2 separate regions of the Muntiacus reevesi genome follow, and region 1 is linked to region 2. A link is a contact called in public Hi-C data. All regions are on one chromosome and are shown on one strand. The core of a region is the stretch at or near the end of the contact, and the rest is flanking DNA. Distances in the headings are between cores, read along the strand shown.

Region 1 (6,850 bases), core at 3,786-6,285, 230 kb after region 2:
GTCCCCTGGAGAAGGGAAAGGCTTTAAATATACCAATTTTTAAAGTGTTTTAAATACACTAATTCACTTTACCCTAATAACTATGAAGTATGTACTACTGCTACTACCACCCCCAGTTTAGATGAAAAGACTGAGAGAGACAGAGATCAAGTAACTTGCCCCAAGTCCCAGGTACTAACTGGTGAAACTGGAGGAATCTGGGTAAAGCCTGCTCTCGAGTTAGAAAAACCACTTTCCCCCTGTATATTTCTCCTTTACTGTCACACTATGATCACTAGTAACACTTCTGACACCGTGTTTCCCCACCAAGTCATTCTGTGCAACACCAGCTGGAGGTAGCATCAGATCCCATAGGCTAAGGTCCCACAAGACCGCCCCTTCCCCACTTCAGACGCCAGTCACAAGCCCAGCTTGCTACCTGTGCTTCTTTTAGTCCGTGAGTGCATGCCAAGTTGCTTCAGTCATGTCTAACTCTTTGTGACAATATGGACCATAGCCCACCAGGCTCCTCTGTCCATGGGATTCTCCAGGCAAGAATACTGGAGTGGGTTGCCATGCCCTCCTCCAGGGAATCTTCCTGACCCAGACCCAGGGATTGAACCCATGGCTCTTAAACATCTCCTGCATTGGCAGGCGGGTTCTTTATCACTAGTGCCACCTGGGAAATCTGAGGTCCCCACAACTCCCTCCTTGGGTTCGATTCATTTGCGAGAGTGGCTCACAGAACTCAGGGAAACACTTAATGTTTACACGTTACTAAAGGACATGATCTGGAGGAGGAAATGGCAACCCACTCCAGTCTTCTTGCTTAGAAAATTCCATGGAAAGAGGAGCCTCACAGGCTACAGTCCTTGGGGTCACAAAGTCAGACAAGGCTGAACATGCATATGCACCCACACACAAGGAACATGATAAATACAGACAAACAGCTGGTAAACAGACAAACAGCACATATGGTAAAGACTGGGAGGATCCCCTTTACAGGAGTGTCTGTCCCCATGAAGTTGGGTACCCCACCCTCTCAGTAGAAGGATGTGTTCACCTTCCTGAAATGTCCCCAGACCTCCTATTATTGGGACTTTGTGAAGGCTTCCTCACATAGACATGACCAATTAATAAACCTCATTTCTAGCCCCTCTCCCCTCTATGCAGTGTGAAGGTCTGGGGCTGAAAACTGCAAGCTTTTAATCATGGCTTGATCTTTCTGGTGATCCGTTCCCATCCAGAAGCTCACCTAGAGTCCTCTCATTGTAACAAATTATATTCCCAGTGCTCCTGTTACTTAGGAATTTATGAAGGTTTTAGGAATTCTGTGCCAGAAACAAATGTATGTATTTTCCATTATCTAACAGTTCTTAACCAATTACATGTATATACCTATACCTAAGTTAGGCATGGGAGAAGGCAATGGCACCCCACTCCAGTACTCTTGCCTGGAAAATCCCATGGACGGAGGAGCCTGGCAGGCTGCAGTCCATGGGGTCGCTAAGAGTCGGACTCCACTGAGCAACTTCACTTTCACTTTTCACTTTCATTCACTGGACAAGGAAATGGTAACCCACTCCAGTGTTCTTGCCTGGAGAATCCCAGGGACAGGGGAGCCTGGTGGGCTGCTGTCTCTGGGGTCGCACAGAGTCAGACACGACTGAAGCGACTTAGCAGCAGCAGCAGCAAGGTAGGTATAATAGTACCATACAGAAGAAAATGAGTCAGAAATCAGGTACATAACTCAAAATCACCCTAGTAACTTAATTCCAAGACCTGTACTTTTTCTACTATATCAGAAAAGGAAATACAGGATAGGGCTCTTAATCCAGAAAGGCTAGAATGAAATCCCTGTTCTTCCACTTAATAGCTACATGACCTTGAGAAAGTTATTTCTTTGCCAGTTTCTTCATCTCTATAAAGTATGGATACTGGAAGTTTCTACATGACTTGTGAGGAATAAGGAGATAAATGCTTACAAAAGTATCTTCGCACTCAATATAAACTTTTACTTCCAATTTTCCTCTTTTATTTATAGTAATTTGGCACATGTGCTACGCTGGCAGCAGCTGTAAGCCAGAGGTTAAAAGAATGAAGGCTCAAGTTAAGCCAGCTTGGGTCCAAATCCCAAACACAATGTCCTTTAGAAACTTAATCTGGAATTCTGGCATCCTTATCTCTGATGCAAGTGTTTTAATAAATATTAACCACTGACATCTCTGCATTTCTAGCAGCTAGCACAACATTTAATGCATAAACAGTTAAGAGGTCCTTTGTACTCCTTCACTAGTCTTCCCATTTTCTCCCTGGCATCATCCTAAGAATTTTTAAGTTCACCACATCATCATCTTTCCCCTATTGTAAAGATCAGAATAATTATATATAAAATATATATATATAAAATTTTGAAGTTACCACTTACTCAGTAGTAATCTTATCAGATTTTCTGCAAGTGCAAAGTACAAAGACCAACCAACAGTATGGAAGGAGAAATGGAATTTTTATCTTACCACATTAAGCATTATGAAAAAATATTCACTATTAATGTAATTAAGGCATATCTCTATTTTCAACCAAGTTCCCCTTCTTTCCTAAGCTTTTACCACAATAAAATGTACAAAAATACTTACGTTAACATTAAACCCATTATTACTAAGTTTCCTGCTCAAGAATTATACTTTAGGCAATAAACATCAAAACTACTTTATATCCTAGCTTACAAATAAGATGACTAGCAAAGCTGCATTCTCTTCACATTACGTGAAAAACTACAAAAGTACTCTAAGTCTGCTGTGCCACAACTGGCTATGTAATTTCCCCAGGCTACTGCTTGACAGAATAGTGAACTTTTTTCCATCACCACCTCATTTCCCACACACCTTCATACTGTTCCCACAGTTCTCTGTATGACCTGATTACAAATTAAAACACAAATAAATTGAGCAATAACCCAAGCTAATTTTCCTATTGTCAGAATTTTTAACATTTAAGGCTAAACATTAACACTCTCATCACCAGTTAAAAAATAAATTTATTGATCCAAAATTATTGCCAAAAGACTTAAGCTAAGCAAAAACTTTACTTAAGCTTAATGCTCTTTTTAACTCCTGCACGAATGCCAGAAAGTTCACCAGTATAACGTTGCTCTTCCCTACGAACTTCACGAACCTGGCCTCTTCTGCGAATTTTGGCTTTTCTGAACTTCTCCCGGTGTTTCACTCTGGGATTCCGATCAATCTTCTTTCTCCTAGGTGTAAGTCCCCTATTTTTAGCAATCTGATAAGTAATGGCTCTCTTTGCATTTTGATCTTCAAGAGCCTGATCTTCGGTACTATTTTCTTCTTTCTTTCTCTTTAATTTTTGTTTCTCTTCCATTTCTTTATAGTATTTAAGTGCCGCTTCTTCATCAAAATCAGAATCATCAGAAAGGTCTGTAACAGCTAAGGCAGCAGCAGAAGTCTCTGAAACTGATTTTGGCTTGGCCTTCATGGATTTTGCTTTTAAATTCAGTTCTTTCTTTCCAGCACCACCTTTAAGTGTGAGCAGATGACGGATTTCAGAGGACAGCTTCTGATCCACAACCGACAACTTGTTGATCAAATTTCGGTAGGTAACAAGCCTTTCAATGACAGGATGTCCATGTGCAGGGACTCTCCTAGCTTTCAGGATCAGATAAAAACTAATGTTGGAGCAGTAGTTCAAATAGAGATTGTATTTGGTCCTCAGGTATTGGCTTCCTTTTCCAGGGGGGATGATCTTTTGCTCCACTAACTGTATCAATGGCTCCAGCTCATCCTTCATCTCTGTCAACTTAACTTTCAAGTCGTCTATCAGCTCCAAGAGCTCTGGAGATTCCTTTCGCAGCATTTTCAGCTTCTCTTTCACGGAAACTTTCGCCAAATCCTTCACGACACGTGTCTCAGCCTCATTTACCTGAGGTACTGGTTTCGCAAAAGCCTCCACCCAGCTAACTCCAAAATCGTCCTCTTGCAGGGCTTGGGCTAAGCGCCGCTGAATGAGTTGTGCCTCCTCCTCCTCCTCTCTCTCCTCTTCCTCTACTTCTTGTTGAGTCTGCCGGCCTCGGGACTTGGAGCCATAGTCCGTATCGTAGTAAAGTTTTTTCCTCTGACCCCACGACAAACTGGGGTCCACAGAAGCCTCTGTCTCACTCTGCACGGAGCTCCCACCACCATCATCATCATTGTCACCCTCCTCACTTTCTCCATCTTCATCGTCCTCATCGGCAACATCTAGGGCAAGCACCTCCTCCTCCTCATCGCCATCCTCCTCGTCCCCACTCTCTAGTTCGCTCCAGCCTTTAGACAAGGCGGCTCGATATCGGGCCTCATGGAAATCATCTACCTTATCCTGGTAGTAGCTCGAGTCCCCCGGTGAGGGTGGAGATTCTAAGTCCTCCCCATTTTCGTCCGCTGGGCCGCGACTCGCCTTCGCTCGCACAGCTGCCCACTTGGCCGCTCCGCGCGCGCGCCGCCCGGATCTTCCCACCATAGTTCGCGGTCTCTGCTTCTACACCGACGTCAGGCTTTCAGCCACCTCTGACCTCTGCGCACGAGGCACGCGCTCCAACAAAACGCCGCTGTAACAGCCACGCGATCTCTCACCACGCTCGTCTTGCCGGCGCTCCAGTCGGATGCGGCAGTTTCATCTCTTTCCGGTCCCTCGGATGCTCTCCGTGGAGTTTTTGAAATAGGACTTCCGGTTGGTCCTTCAGGCCTTTCCGTGTGGGAACAGTAGGTAACGAAGTTTGGTTCCGGGAACCTCCTTGGTCCTGTTCTTACTCTCGCGAGCCTGGGCGTGACTAGGGTGACGGCCCCGTTAACCGCGAGGTGAAGTAGCAGTGACCCTTAGAGGGCGCTTTACCTCTACGCCTAGGAGAGGCAGCAGGGCGGTGCAGTGAGTTGTCCTGCTCCTGTCCGGACGTCACCGGCCCGGAGCCGAGTGCAGGTGTATAAGATTTTCTTGTTTACTGAAATTTTGTCTTCGCCTATCCGTCAGGAAGTTAATCAGATTGTTTTTGTCTACGCAACGTCCAATACGACCTTTCTGGTCGTACGACCTTTCTGGGCACGGTAGGCGGAGGCGGCGGCGGCGCCGCGGCTGACTGGAGCATCCGCGTGCGGGCGCCGGGAAGGGCGCAGGCCTCCGGCGGGTGGCCGCTCGTCTCCAGCCGCTCGCCCGCAGGGCTCGGTGACTTCAGGGGATTGGCGTCTCCGAGGAGTTTCCGAGGGGTGGTGACGGTGGGGAGGCAGAGCGGCGCTCTGCAGTCTGACTGTTTCCGAGGAACTCGTTGCCTGCAGGAGGCGCTGCGATTTCTCTTCCTTCTAGTGGAACACGTTCCTTCTTCAGGGTGTTCTGGAAATGACACATGTTAACTCTCAGGAGCGGGCCCTTTGTAAATTCTTCAGCCCTTAATAAGCACGAGGCAGCGTGTTAGGCTCTGGGAGAACGATGATGGGCAAGAGCAGACGCTGTTCTCGCAACGGTGGAGCAGGTGGTTTAGTTAAACCAAATCATCACGCGAAACGTGCCGTCTCGTAAGTGGGATGAGCACTGTGAACACTTAGCCTGTGTTTCCCAGCCTTCAGTTGCTGAGGACACTCAACTGCCTTTCACATTGCTGTCTTTTTGTACACGCCATCCTGCCCCCTTACTAAGAAGAGTTTAGTGCTCCCGGCCAAGTTTGAGAAATTCTGCTGTAATGAAGAGACAGTCTAAGCATCACTTGTTGGATTTTTCTTTAACTCCCTTACTGCCTTTTTCTCAGCTTCTTTGTATCACGTCGTAGATCTCAACAGAACTGTGATATTGCAAGCACGCAGCACAGCGTCTGGCACAGAGTAAGTGTTCAATGAAGATCTGTTTAATGGGTAAATATTGACATTACAGTACTTGATCATGTGTTGATCTCAGGTGCTAAATAAATGGAGTGAATGAATGATACCTAAACCTGCGAACATCCCTAAGGGAGATAACCTGAGCTGGAATGGATGTTAGAAATCATTAATTCCAGTTCCAGTATCTTCATTGTCTACATGTGGAAACAGAGACTTGGGAGGATTAGGTTAACAAATTTAGCACAGAAACCTGGGCCAGGGCTCCCATACCAGGCCCTCTCACCCAGCTGTTAGCAGTCCTTTGCCAGTCCAGTGTGAATGAGTTTCAGACGTTTTCCAGAGGTAGGCTATACTGGGTGGATGAAAGAAACTAAGAGCTCAGATGAAAGTATTTAAAGAGGAAGAGTGGTAATAAGGGAAAAATTAGTAAGATTTGTCTGCAGAAGTTTTTCTAGGACTAGAAGTGTGAAAGGACTGCCCAACAATCTTAAGAGTAATTCAAGGTTTAAGTTTGCAGACATTACATATGATCAGTTCATATTCACTATATATTTTAGACATTATGCTTTCTTCAAATGTAGATAGTTTAAAGTTCAACTGTAATAAGTTGTTAAAGTTAATGGTGACATACAGGTTCTTTGTAGAAAGTGCGGTCTCATCAGGTTATAAAAAATAATACAACTTTTTAGAAAAGTGACATTTTGAACTAAGATATTTTTTAAGTGCTACAAGTTATTATAAGCATTTAAAAACCTGTACAGGATTTTAGGAAGTACACTTTAATGAATAAAAAATGTGTGGGTAAAAGTCTTTATGATCTGATGCTAAGTGCAGAATTCATTTTTGAATGTAGACTTTAATAGATTTTTTGTCACTCAGCAAATATTAACTGCTTATTAATTGTTGCAGAATGCTATATGATTTAGTAGATTCAAAGGTGAATTAACCATAATCTCTTCTAATGAGCTGGTGATGGACAGGAAGGCCTGTCCTACTGCAGTCCATGGGGT
Region 2 (6,659 bases), core at 2,845-5,344:
CTGGCAACAGGCTCAGGCACCACCTCCCAGTCCTCGCAGACTTGTTTAAGGATATTCACAAATGTTGACTTCCCAGCAGCTGTTTTGAGAGGAAAAGCGAAATTGAGGAAGGAAACAAAAATGCCAAGATGGTCATCAGCTGTTACAAAATTTATAATAGCAAACAACTCAAAAAAGAAAAACATTCAATTCTCTAAACTCGCTCAGATTTTTTTTTAATGAAAAGTTAGAGTGCCTGACCACCTGTATTGATAATAAGCACATCTGTTTGCTAATGTTTTAAGTTTACCAAAGCCATGGAACAGAATTTTAAAAATCCAAGACCTAGATTTACTGTCCTTAAAAAAACAATTAGAGATAACTTTGTGAAAAGGAGTTAAGGGTATTCTCCCACTTAATTAAGTTTGCAATTTGGGACAAAGTCACTGAATCTCTAAGAGCCTGTTTCCTCAAAATATAATGGAGACTGTCACAATAACACCCTCCTCATAGAAACTGTTGTGATAAATAAACTATCACTACAGTGACAGTCATTCCACTCTCCAGCATTTTCAAAATTTTCCTCTCTATTGCCTCTATTCATTCAACTTACAAACAAATTTGGGTCTTTCTGATCTAAAACCAATCTAGAAACAACCAAATAAACCAAAAAATTAATATAAAGATGCATCTAATCCATAGAGTTACAGGATGGGAAATAATATGATTGCTATTGTATGATACTAATTACATCTGACACTCTGGCTAACAGAAATTATAAAAATATTTTTGCAAAGTACTTCCTACAAACAATAGCCATGTTTCTGCTGTTTCCCTTTCACAGTTCTGTGCACTCTATCCAACTCCTTTAAAAAAAAAAAAGTTGTATGTACTTTATTTCTCCCTGCTCATTCACTAGTTTCTGAAATATCTCGGAGGAAAAAAAGAAAACAGTTCAGATGTAACCAAGACATATATTCTCTATTTTAAAATTATCTGGGAATTCATTCAATTTAACAGTAAGGAGATTCTTGACCAAGACAGAGTGTAGCAATAGTCTTAATGACACCACACCCTTCCTATCTGAAGTCTCCAAATGTGGTTATATTAGTCATCTCTGGTCAGCATGTTTTCTCTCTCTCTTTCCATATATGTGACAAATGCACACACATAGATAAATCTATTACAAAAAACAACAGCAGCAAAGCTTCCTCTTCCTTATAAACTGGATCCAAAAGGGCAAAAAGAACTTACTTTTGACCTGGAGAACTATAATCAAACTTAAAATACTACACAGGTCAATAGAAAAAAAAAAAAAAAAAAACTGAAAGAATTTTAAAGGATCACACAGAGGAAAAAAAGGGGATGGTTAATCAGAAAGTAACACAGAGAATAGTTGAGAAGCAAAACATTAAAGGCATATTATCACCACACAATAGACAGAATATCTTTTAAGGATATAAAGATATAATCTTTTAAGGATAAACTAGATGATCATCAGGTTTAATCATAGGAAAAACAATGGGGACCACAGATTTTACGTGAAGAGGGTAAACACAGAAACTCTTAAGGCATTTAGAAGAATGGTGAATGGAAGCATATAAAACGTTCACCATTCATTCATTGAGTTGATGGAGGAAAAGAAGAAAATTGGAGTGGGTAGCTATTTCCTCCTCCAGGGGAGCTTCCCAACCCATGAACTGAATCAAGTCTCCTGCAATGGCAGGCGGATTCTTTACCACTTAACAGCTTATTTGGGTCTAGCAAAGAAGGCAGAGGGGCACATGAACAACAGTACAAGAGCATTAATAAATAGGAATTGACAAAGCCACAGTATCAGGGAAAACTGTTAAATGGTGAGGGACATATGCCATCCAAATAGCAAATGGTTGTTTTACAGAAATGCAGTGTTACCAGATCTTCAGATTTTTCAAGAGAAGCCAAAAATCTAGATGTTAATGGGAAATCTCAACATTTGTAAATGCCAGTAACTAATCAAAAAAAATTTTTTTTCGAATTTGGGCAGGCCAATATTGTATAAATGCAGGCCATGAGTTTGTAACTCCTTCTGTTAAGTATCAAGGAGGTGAGATATTTAAGCAGGGGTTAACACCATCATATTTATAGATAGAAGGAAAACTTTGGAAGAATTTAAAGAAACTGGACATGGGATGACAAATTAGGAACTTAGTTCAGGTGCTGAGAAGATTAAAAGATGCTCGGAAGGAAGTAAATTTCGAGGTATGATACATCGCTTAACTGGATTTAGGAAAGGGAAGGAATTGTGGTATAGACGTGAGAGGTTGTTCATTCAAATTTACTTTTGAAATGGCTTTGTTCAACTACTTCCTCCTGTTTTTATATATGGTATTCTATATCAACTAGTAGCTGTGTAAAATCATACTAGTAAATATTCACCTTCAAAGAATGTATCCTAGCTAAGAAGAAATGAGAGTCTGTTACATGGATTTTTCCAACTGTTGTCTCAACACTGGAGCAAAGAAACAAAATGCCCTCCTTGAGGTTGTATTCAGGTTTTTTTATTATTTGCAATGCTGCTAAAGCACCTGTCTGCCTTGCCTTTTTAAGGTACAAGTGCTTTGAGCATGGTAAGAATGTTTAAAAATTGCTGTATGCATGAATGGCCAGTACCTAACTCGGAACCAAAAAAAAAAAAAAAAATCCTATCAAAACAGGAAGCATCAGGCATAGGTTTCCGGAGGTAAGAAATAGAGAAGACTCGGAAATTCTCTTGTATCTTGTAAAATGACATCTGGATTAAGAACAGAAATAGTAGTGGTCTTTGAATCATATCCCAATGTTCAGTTGGATGTTGGCTGGGGAGTGAGTTATCCATGTTGCCAAGATCATTTAAACTCTTTCCTTGAACTTGAATGTTTACAGCAACTTTATCCATAATATAAACACTGGAAAAAATCCAAATGTCCACAAGTGGGAGAGATAAACTGTGGTATACCCATGCAATGGAATACTAGGAACAAACAAACAAACAAAACCCCCACACAAACACACAGATACAAGCATCATGAATAAATCTCAAAGCATTCGCTAAATCAGAGAAGCAAGACACAAAACGCTACACACTATGATTTCACTTCCATGACATTGTGAAAGAGGCAAAACTGTCAGGAATAGAAATCACATCAGTGCTTGTCAGGTGATAGAAATGGAGAGGGGGATGACCACAGAGAAGTACCGGGAAACTTCTTGAAGTGATGGAGATGTTCTGAATTCTGATCTTGGTGGATGTAAAACATTATTATGTAAAACATTATTATTATTATTGTCCAACCTCACAGAGCTCTATACCTAAAAAAAGGATCATTTAGCCTACGTAAATTGCACCTCAAGCACTGACAGACAGACACATCGTTAAAAACAAACAGAACAAAACCATTCCCTTTCTTTCACGATCCCAACGAAGAGACTGAAAAGGACTCCAAGCGCGTCTCACAAGGCCCGGAGGCCTAGGCCCGCGGCCAGACGCCCAGGGGCTGCGACCACCCTCGGAGCATGTGAGGGAAGCTGGGGAGGGCAGAGAGAGGTGCTTTCGGCGGCAGTTTAGGAATTCTGGGTCGCGTGTCCACAAGCGCAGGACCACACTGGGAGGAAAGTCCCCCCGGAGCAGTAGCAGGGATGCGGCGAAGGGGCGCTTCAGCCCCTGCAGCCACGACTACCCCTGCTTTGGAACCAACATCTCCCGAGGCCCCTTACCGATGTTCCCTTCGATGGAAATTTTCTTGATGCGGGTCCCCTCAGAGCTGGCTGAGGGAGACGGGCAGCTCCTCTTGGGTGGGGTGGCCATGCCTTCTCCTGTTGGCAGCTCCGAGCGCTTCAGGCAGGGAGGGCTTGGAGGTTGCCGCAGGTGCGCGCGCCGGGGTTCACGCCGCGGCGGAACTAGCCTAGACCTGCAGGCTGAACTCTCTCCCGTCCCAGACTCTCCGGCCGGCGGATCGGCGGGTTTGATTTTGGCGCGCGGAGGCAGCAGCCGATGGGGGAGGGACCGCGAGGTGGCCGCCCGCCCAGAGGGGAAGCCACGCCCCCGCCCTCCCCTAAATCGGCGATTCCACCCGGAGCCCCTCGGCCTGCACCCGCCATAGGAGGCACTTCTGCGTGCGTGCGCAGCCGGCACGTCGGGTCAAGGGGAAACAGGGGGCGGGGCCGCGCGCGCGCAGGCGCGTCTCTTCCCAGAACGCGGGGGGCGTTCCCTGACTCTTCCGAGAACCCGGGGCGGACGCCTGAGGTGAAAGGGCTCTCGAGGTTGGAGGGTTCCGCCTCGCCTCCGCCCCTTATCGAGGGCGGCCGGAGTTTGGGGAACTCGCTTGTCCCGTGGGGCTTGTGGTTTCTGGACCGAACTGATTGAGCTTGAAGCTTTGAACTCGTCAGGGGAAAGGCAGTGCATAGTACAAAAATCAAACGGATTATCCTTGTTCTCAGCCTTCGAGGGGAAGACTGTCTTGAGGCCAGGCGGCGCTGGGCGATCCAGTCCTCAGGGAATGTATTGCAGTCTTATCGCATGCCAGACCTTATTTCGAAGGTTTTTCGTGGATTAACTAGCATCAAGGGCCAGAGGTCCTACTGTTTATCAGCGAGTAAACTAGTACTGAGGGGCTACTTGTTGAAAATCTCAAAGTCAGTGAGTGGAACTGGGATGGGAACTTAGGTATCTAGATGCCACACCAGAAGAAGCCTTTCTTTCTCTCTCATATCTTGGTTTGGATGCCCCGTATACGCTGAAGGAGAGCAGATATGCCACTCCCAAGTTGATTTAGGGCAGAGAAGGCTGGATAAATAAAACTTGTAACTGCCTCATCAACTTATTACACAAGGCCAACACCCCTTCATCTTGAGAATTCTTAACAAATTTATTGTTTGTCTCAGTTCAGTTCAGTTCAGTTGCTCAGTCGTGTCAGACTCTTTGAGACCCCATGAATCGCAGCACGCCAGGCCTCCCTGTCCATCACCAACTCCTGGAGTTTACTCAAATTCATGCCCATCGAGTAGGTGATGCCGTCCAGCCATCTCATCCTCTGTCGTCCCCTTCTCCTCCTGCCCCCAATCCTTCCCAGCATCAGGGTCTTTTCCAGTGAGTCAACTCTTCACATGAGGTGCCCAAAGTACTGGAGTTTCAGCTTCAGCATCAGTCCTTCCAATGAATACTCAGGACTGATCTCCTTGAGGATGGACTGATTGGCTCTCCTTGCAGTTCAAGGGACTCTCAAGAGTCTTCTCCAACACCACAGTTCAAAAGCATCAATTTTTCGGCGCTCAGCTTTCTTCACAGTTCAGCTCTCACATCCATACATGACCACTGGAAAAACCAGAGCCTTGACCAGACGGACCTTTGTTGACAAGTAATGTCTCTGCTTTTTAATATGCTATCTAGGTTGATCATAAATTTCCTTCCAAGGAGTAAACGTCTTTTAATTTCATGGCTGCAGTCACCATCTGCAATGATTTTGGAGCCCCCCAAAATAAAGTCTGACACTGTTTCCACTGTCTCCCCATCTATTTCCCATGAGGTGATGGGACCAGATGCTATGATCTTAATTTTCTGAATGTTAAGCTTTAAGCCAACTTTTTCACTCTCCTCTTTCACTTTCATCAAGAGGCTTTTTAGTTCCTCTTCATTTTCTGCCATAAGGGTGATGTCATCTGCATATCTGAGGTTACTGGTATTTCTCCCGGCAATCTTGATTCCAGCTTGTGCTTTTTCCAGCCCAGCATTTCTCATGATGTACTCTGCATATAAGTTAAATAAGCAGGGTGACAGTACACAGCCTTGACATACTCCTTTTCCTATTTGGAACCAGTCTGTTGTTCCATGTCTAGTTCTAACTGTTGCTTCCTGACCTGCATACAGGTTTCTCAAAAGGCAGGTCAGGTGGTCTGGTATTCCCATCTCATGAAGAATTTTCCACAGTTTATTGTGATCCACACAGTCAAAGGCTTTCGCATAGTCAATAAAGCAGAAATAGATGTTTTTCTGGAATTCTCTTGCTTTTTTGATGATCCTGCAGATGTTGGCAATTTGATCTCTGGTTCCTCTGCCTTTTCGAAAACCAGCTTGAATATCTGGAAGTTCATGGTTCACGTATTGCTGAAGCCTGGCTTGGAGAATTTTGAGCATTACTTTACTAGCGTGTGAGATGAGTGCAATTGTGCTGTAGTTTGAGCATTGAGATTGCCTTTCTTAGGGATTGGAATGAAAACTGACCTTTTCCAGTCCTGTGGCCCTTGCTGTTTTCCAAATTTGCTGGCATATTGAGTGCAGCACTTTCACTGCATCATCTTTCAGGATTTGAAATAGCTCAACTGGAATTCCATCACCTCCACTAGCTTTGTTCATAGTGATGCTTTCTAAGGCCCACTTGACTTCACATTCCAGGATGTCTGGCTCTAGGTGAGTGATCACACCATTGTGATTATCTGGGTCGTGAAGATCTTTTTTTTTACAGTTCTTTTGTGTATTCTTGCCACCTCTTCTTAATATCTTCTGCTTGTTAGGTCCATACCATTTCTGTCCTTTATTGAACCCATCTTTGCATGAAATGTTCCCTTGGTATCTAATTTTCTTGAAGAGATCTCTAGTCTTTCCCATTCTGTTGTTTTCCTCTATTTTACTGCACTGATCGCTGAGGAAGGCTTTCTCATCTCTC

Evidence for each region. A called contact is a pair of places that touch in the nucleus more often than the background predicts.
Region 1: a Hi-C map of muscle shows a contact between it and region 2, with 2.3 times the contacts expected there. The contact joins the promoter of UTP3 here to the promoter of DCK in region 2. A contact is called at or near these places in 2 of 3 Hi-C or Micro-C datasets (blood and muscle).

The regions. Positions count from the first base shown.
Region 1 is chr22:29,558,200-29,565,049 of mMunRee1.1, forward strand. It overlaps UTP3 (UTP3 small subunit processome component), which reads right to left and starts at 5,036. Exons shown (of 1, transcript XM_065914314.1): 1 at 2,675-5,036. The coding sequence starts at 4,494. The coding sequence ends at 3,064.
Region 2 is chr22:29,326,716-29,333,374 of mMunRee1.1, forward strand. It overlaps DCK (deoxycytidine kinase), which reads right to left and starts at 4,095. Exons shown (of 7, transcript XM_065914481.1): 1 at 3,715-4,095; 2 at 1-79. The coding sequence starts at 3,805.